2 separate regions of the Mus musculus genome follow, and region 2 is linked to region 1. The links are chromatin contacts, called in public Hi-C maps. All regions are on one chromosome and are shown on one strand. The core of a region is the stretch at or near the end of the contact, and the rest is flanking DNA. Distances in the headings are between cores, read along the strand shown.

The links. A called contact is a pair of places that touch in the nucleus more often than the background predicts.
Region 2: a contact with region 1 is called in a Hi-C map of the G1E-ER4 cell line, with 2.4 times the contacts expected there. The contact joins the promoter of Aanat here to the enhancer-like site in region 1. A contact is called at or near these places in 7 of 39 promoter capture datasets (the 3T3-L1 cell line, 3T3-L1-derived adipocytes, the HPC-7 cell line and 3 more), 4 of 15 datasets of contacts at CTCF or cohesin (the G1E-ER4 cell line, the NIH/3T3 cell line, embryonic stem cells and 1 more), 31 of 484 Hi-C or Micro-C datasets (the AML12 cell line, B cells, the G1E-ER4 cell line and 17 more), 4 of 115 datasets of contacts at active chromatin or transcription factors (cardiomyocytes, embryonic stem cells, fibro-adipogenic progenitors and 1 more) and 4 of 9 other capture datasets (adipose tissue, embryonic stem cells, liver and 1 more).

Annotation. Positions count from the first base shown.
Region 1 is chr11:116,549,496-116,552,238 of GRCm38.p6, forward strand. The region is part of intron 1 of Ube2o (ubiquitin-conjugating enzyme E2O); the gene reads right to left. Among named protein-coding and RNA genes, the nearest start is that of Sphk1, 18 kb to the left of the region's middle. Within about 2 kb of position 1,471, at least 60 of the 459 cell types and tissues checked have an H3K27ac peak or open chromatin away from gene starts, as enhancers often do. A contact at or near this core is called in 3T3-L1-derived adipocytes, the G1E-ER4 cell line, adipose tissue and 5 more, where this site is marked.
Region 2 is chr11:116,592,186-116,595,071 of GRCm38.p6, forward strand. Aanat (arylalkylamine N-acetyltransferase) reads left to right here and starts at 1,502. Exons shown (of 4, transcript NM_009591.3): 1 at 1,502-1,589.

The DNA of each region.
Region 1 (2,743 bases), core at 221-2,720:
AACTGAACCCCCAGAACTGCCACCTCCTGCTGCTGGGCGGCCTCTGTGGCCCAGAAAGAGCTGCTTCTCTGCTAGGCTGTTTTGTCTTCTCTGTTCTTGTATCTCCAAATCGGGATTGTTCTGTCATTCTTGGACAACCTGTAAGTGGTTGCTACATCTCTCTCCCCTGCTCAGAGACGGACAGGCACACACCAGGAAGGGCTCTCCCCGACTCTCCCCGACTCTCAGTAACCTCAGCCGGCCTCTCTGCTGCGAAAGGTGACTGGCAGAGAGAGGAGCAGGACAGAAGTGCTGAAAAGCAAGTACAAGGTCACTGAAGCTTTGCTAAGGACAACCCACACAAGCTCTAGGTAGGCTGTACACCGCTAAGCAGGAAACATAAACTGCCACAGGGACCCAGGACCTGTTCCACAGACAACACTGTGACTGGTGTCAGCCTGCTGCTTCCAAGTACACATGGTATCTCAGCAGCCAACTCTGGGACCCATGACAGGATTGAAGCCACAAAGAAAGCATTGGCGCCTGCGTGCACGCACACAGGCACATACAGCCACTACATCCATACTTGCTTGACTCCCTGTCCACAGGGACACAGGCTGAGGTCCAGAAAGGCTAGCTTCAAGGCACTGAAGGGAAGGTGGAGAGGCCAGCTCCCTTTTCTAGTAATGTGAAGACACTTTGTGCCTGCCCCACCCTCAGCTTCACCTCAACTGCCTTCTTAGCTTAGACGTCAAACCACCACCAATTAGGGGGCCTAAGTCATCGCAGAAAGCAGAGAGTAGCGCGGCCTTGACGAGAGCCTTGAGCTGCGTCTGCACACAACCCGATGGCCTCTGTCAGGTCCAGGTACTGCCAGGGGAGGGGGGAGGATCCACATGGACAGCCTGATCAGAACAAGCTCATACAGGACGTGTGAAATGGAGGTAAAAAGAAGATTGCCAAAAACTCCAAGATCAAGTTCTTTATGAACGTTTATAACTGTAACCACCTCATGCCTACAGGTGCTCTGGATAGCCTCTCAGAGGGAACGGTTGTCAAGAAGGATGTCTTTAGAGACTCAGCTCTGAAACGCAAGGCTGGGGAGGCCAAGGTCAGTTGGAAGAACAATACAAGACAGGAGAGAACAAATGGTTTTTCCACAAGCTATGCTTTTAGGTATATTTTTGTTTCTTATCATTAAAAATTAAAAAGAAAAAAAAAAGTTCAGCAACTCCGAGTTTACCAGCCAGTTGTAAACTAGCATTTCCTGGAAAGCATCGGTGAACCTAAGTTTTGGAATAGCAGGAAAGAAGCTATTCCAAAATAGCCTGGGGGGAAGTCATGGGCTACGTGAAATAAACACTGGTCATGTAATGGCATGGAACAGGGCAAGAGGCAGTCTCTGTTGCCTCCTCTGAAAACAACCCAGGGCCAGACTGTGGAGGAGGGGAGCTCAGACAACACTGATGGCGTCTAAGCTCAGACAACACTAGCCTCTGCTCTGCCTGGCTCCAGCCCCAGTTCTAGGGCAGACGCAGGCCAGGCTGTGCTCAGAGTTATAAACAACGCAACCCGGGTTCTAAAGGGGCCACTCTGACCACGTACCTGGCTGAATAAGGCAGTGAGCTTCCTAGATAATGCCAGCCTTCTAGATGAGGCTGGCAGGATTTAAAAGGGACAGAGAAGTTACTCAGGCCTTAGGAGAGGAACCCTGAGCAAAGGAGGAGAACCTGGGGGCCTGAGCCAAGGCAACACATTGGGGTCACCTGCCTGGGAAGGGAAGGCAGTGGCTCTGTGGTTTTCAGCTAGAGCCACTTTGTCCTCTCCCCTCCCTAGACACACAGGAAAGCTCCTGTCACAATGACTGGACAGCATTATCAACAGTGTCTAGGCCAAGGAACTCCTGGCTGCTTAGGACATCTAGAAACAAGGTGGGTCAAAGGTCATCTCCACTACCTCTACTGAATCCCCCCACCCCCACCCCCGCGTGAGAGGGTCTACTGTATAGCTCTGGCTGGCCTGCAACTCACTATTTAGACTAGGCCAGCCCTGGCTCTTGAGAGCTGGAATTAAAGCTATGCTCGCCCTCCCTCCCCTTCCTTTCTGTGTATCTGTGCACACATGTGTGCAGTACCCTGGAGGGCAGAAGAGTGTTCAATCACTTGAAAGTGGAGTTAGAAACAGTTGTGAACTCCCTGACATGGGTGCTGGGAACCAAATTTAGGTCCTCTGGAGGGCAGCTGTCACTCTCACCAGCTCAGCCACTTCTCCAGCCTATTTTACTTTTAAACAATTATTGGGACTCCCCAGCACTCACACGGCAGCTCACAACCATTGGTAACTCCAGCTCCAGGGCATCCAATATCATCTTTGGCTTCCTGGGCTAGGCATTATATGTAAGTGGTGCACACATATACACATAAGCAAAACAACCATACACATAAAATAATAATAAACAAAATGGAGAATGACATGAGGAAACCGATCCTGACCTCTGGCCTCCACATACAACTGTATAGCGATGAGGCAGGGGCAGAGGGAAGGGCTGCAGTTCGGGGAGAAGGCTTGCTGTAGAGTGAGCAGGCACTGTCATCAACTGGTTTGGGCTTCTAGAGGCCCATCTGCTAACAAGGCCACCTCCTGGAACTGCCTCCCTGGCCTGCTCTTGCACCTGAGCTGTCCTGCTTCCAGTCTAGAAGCCCATTCATTAAACTGGCCATGGTCAATCAGATGCACTAAAAAATTCCTGTATAAAAACTTCCAA
Region 2 (2,886 bases), core at 252-2,751, 43 kb after region 1:
TGGGCGTCAACAGATGGTTGCCACATGGGACACCAGGGGTGCAATGGAGCCAGCAACTAAGGAGGGACACAGATGCCTCTGCAAACCCTGGTTGTTAGCAGTATAGACACCTAGCTGAGGTTCTGAGTGTGTCTGCCCACCAGACCCAAGGGCTAAGCCCTAAGAAGGGCTTTTTGATCAGCCATGAGAAGTCTGTTGAGGGCTCCAGCAGAGGAAAGATGGAAGTGTCCAGGGAGCATGCAGTTAAGGCAAAAACAGGAGATCCTGCAGCATCAAACAGCAGAGAAGGATTCTGGGGGAAGAGGTCTCCACAGACAGCTGATTGTGTGTGTGGTGTTGCCTGTACTGGCCCTGGTTCCCTCCACCCAAGGGTCAAGGTTGGAACTGCATCCCTCTAAGAGGATCACTGGTCCTAGCAGGTGTGCCCTCTGCTGGTGGCTTTGGGGAATGCTCCTCCTGGCTCAGTGCCTTGAGCTGGCAAGGCTTGCTGATGCAGACAAAGAGCTACAGTACCCTGGTGGAACAGGGGAACATATGGTAAGAGGAGCTGGCCAGAGAAGAGCTAAGAGAGGCAGGGTGAGGTGTGAGTGGGAAGGAAAGGGAACAAAAGAGTGGTGTGAGGGACAGAGAGATTGCAGGTGTGGAAGTCAGAGATCTTTGGAGTTTAAGAAGATGTTGAGCATAACATACATAGAGGTAGCTGCATGAATTAGCACCGTCCAACTGAACAGTTACCTTGCTGGTGACCTTAAGGCCTTCTCCCTGGGCATCCAGCAGCCGGGTCCTAACATCTGGACAAGATGTTGAACTAGAAACCACCATGTGTCTCTTGTGTTCTGGCTTCTGTCACCACTGTGCTGGTCTCCTTCTGGGTGCTGCATGATGGTGTGTGTGTGTGTGTGTGTGTGTGTGTGTGTGTGTGTCCCGTGACATTTTGTATAGACCCATAGTTCTCTCTTTGGTTGGTGGTATTGAGGTGTTTCTGCTCTGGAGAACTGTTTCTAGGGACCTTCCTGCTCTCCTGGTACCTGACTGGGGCCCCTCAAGTTATGGGGCAGAGCCTCAGTTTCCTCCTCTGTAAAATGGATAGTTACACTCACCTGGCAGGATACCCTGTGGATTGTAGAAGCTGCCTCCCCAGGTATGTGGCTATAAGGGATAGCAGGCTTCCTGACCAAGAAGGACCCTCAGAGGCGTGGGCAAACTGGCCTCTGAGGGACAGAAGGTGGTGGCTGGTCCCCAGCCAGCTGGGGACAAAGCAGGGATTAGTTAGACCCCCAGGCTTAGCCCATGCTCTCCCTATAGCTTGAGACGGCTACTAGTAATTCTTTCTACGTCCCCAGTACCACTGATGACGCCTGCCCTCAGCAGGATAGGGCCAGAGCCTGACTGCCAAGCCCTGCTGGCATCATACTGCCTGGGGTAACATGGGAGGCAGGGCCAGGGGGATTAGAATCTCTGAGCCATCACATGCTGCCAGGGGAAATATGTGCTACAGCTTCCTTGCAGTCAGGAGTCTCAGCTTCTCCTAGTCCCAGCACCCAGTGACAGCCCCCAGGACAACACCTGCACTCCTTCTTAAAGTTCTGGTAAGTGGGCCCCCCATCCCTGGCTCTATGTATATATGTATGTATATATATGTGTGTGTGCATGCATGTGTGTGCATGTATATGTGTATGTATGTGTGCATGTATTCGAGCTTGTGTATGTATGTGCATGTATGTGTGCATGTATTTGTGTATGTATGTATGTGAATGTGTATGTATGTGTGTGCATATTATGTGTTTGTGTGTGTGTGTGTGTGTGTGTGTGTGTGTGTGAGTGGAGGCCAGAGGTTAGCTCTGGGTGTCATTCTCTGAGAACTGCAGGGACTGTCTACTTCGTCTCTTTGGACAAGGTCTCTCACTGGTCTGAAGTTCACCAAGTGGGCTGGGTTGGCTAGGGGAGCCAGCGAGTCCCAGGGATTTGTCCAACCCCGTGTCTCTGGTCCTAGGATACAGATGCTGGGTGAGGGGCCCTGCACCAGATTTTCCATGTCTGAGACTTATGCTTAGGTCCTCGTGCTTGAGCTATCTCCATCACCCATTTAAAAAGAACATCTCTATTCCATTCTAGTTACTTGTTTGATGTGCACGTGCGGTGCACACATGCGGAAGCCAGAGGAGCACTGTGGGAGTCAGTTCTCTCCTTCTAGCATGTGGATCCCTGGGATCAAACACAGGTCCTCAGGCTTGGTGGCAAGCGCCTTTGCCTGCTGAGCCATTTCACCTAAGCTCCTCAGCCCTTTTTGAAAGCTGCGGGATGGAAGACATCCTCTAAGGACCACCGCTTTGTAGGGTGTCATGAGAAAGAGGGTATCACACTGGCATGTTCTATGTGCCTAAGCTGATAGGACAGACACATCGCCCTGAATGTCCTCCATACCTGACCCTCCTGACCTCAGACTCTCCAGTCCTAGGCTCTTTAACCATCTTATCCCCCATCTCCCCAGCATGACCCAGTCTGATGTCAGGCTCACATTAATTAAAGAGCTTTTTCTCCTGGACTAAGGTCTGAGACAACCTAAAAAGCTCTCAGCTCGGGGGAGGATAGACGGCTCGGAGATTAACAGCGTGTATGAGTTCTGCTTCAGACCTGAGCTCAGTTCCCAGCACCCACAGTGGGAGCTCACAACCACCTGTAGCTCTAGCTCCAGGGGATGCTTCACCTCTGGGCGCTGGGGGCTTGTGCACGGAGCCACACACAGATACACAGACATATACACTTCCTTCAAAGAACAAAAACTGAAAAAAAAAAACAAAAAACAAAAAACAAGAAGTCTTCTGGGTGAGACAGTCACATGACTGGCAGTAGCCACATGACTATGAGGCCCCAGGTATGAGGGGC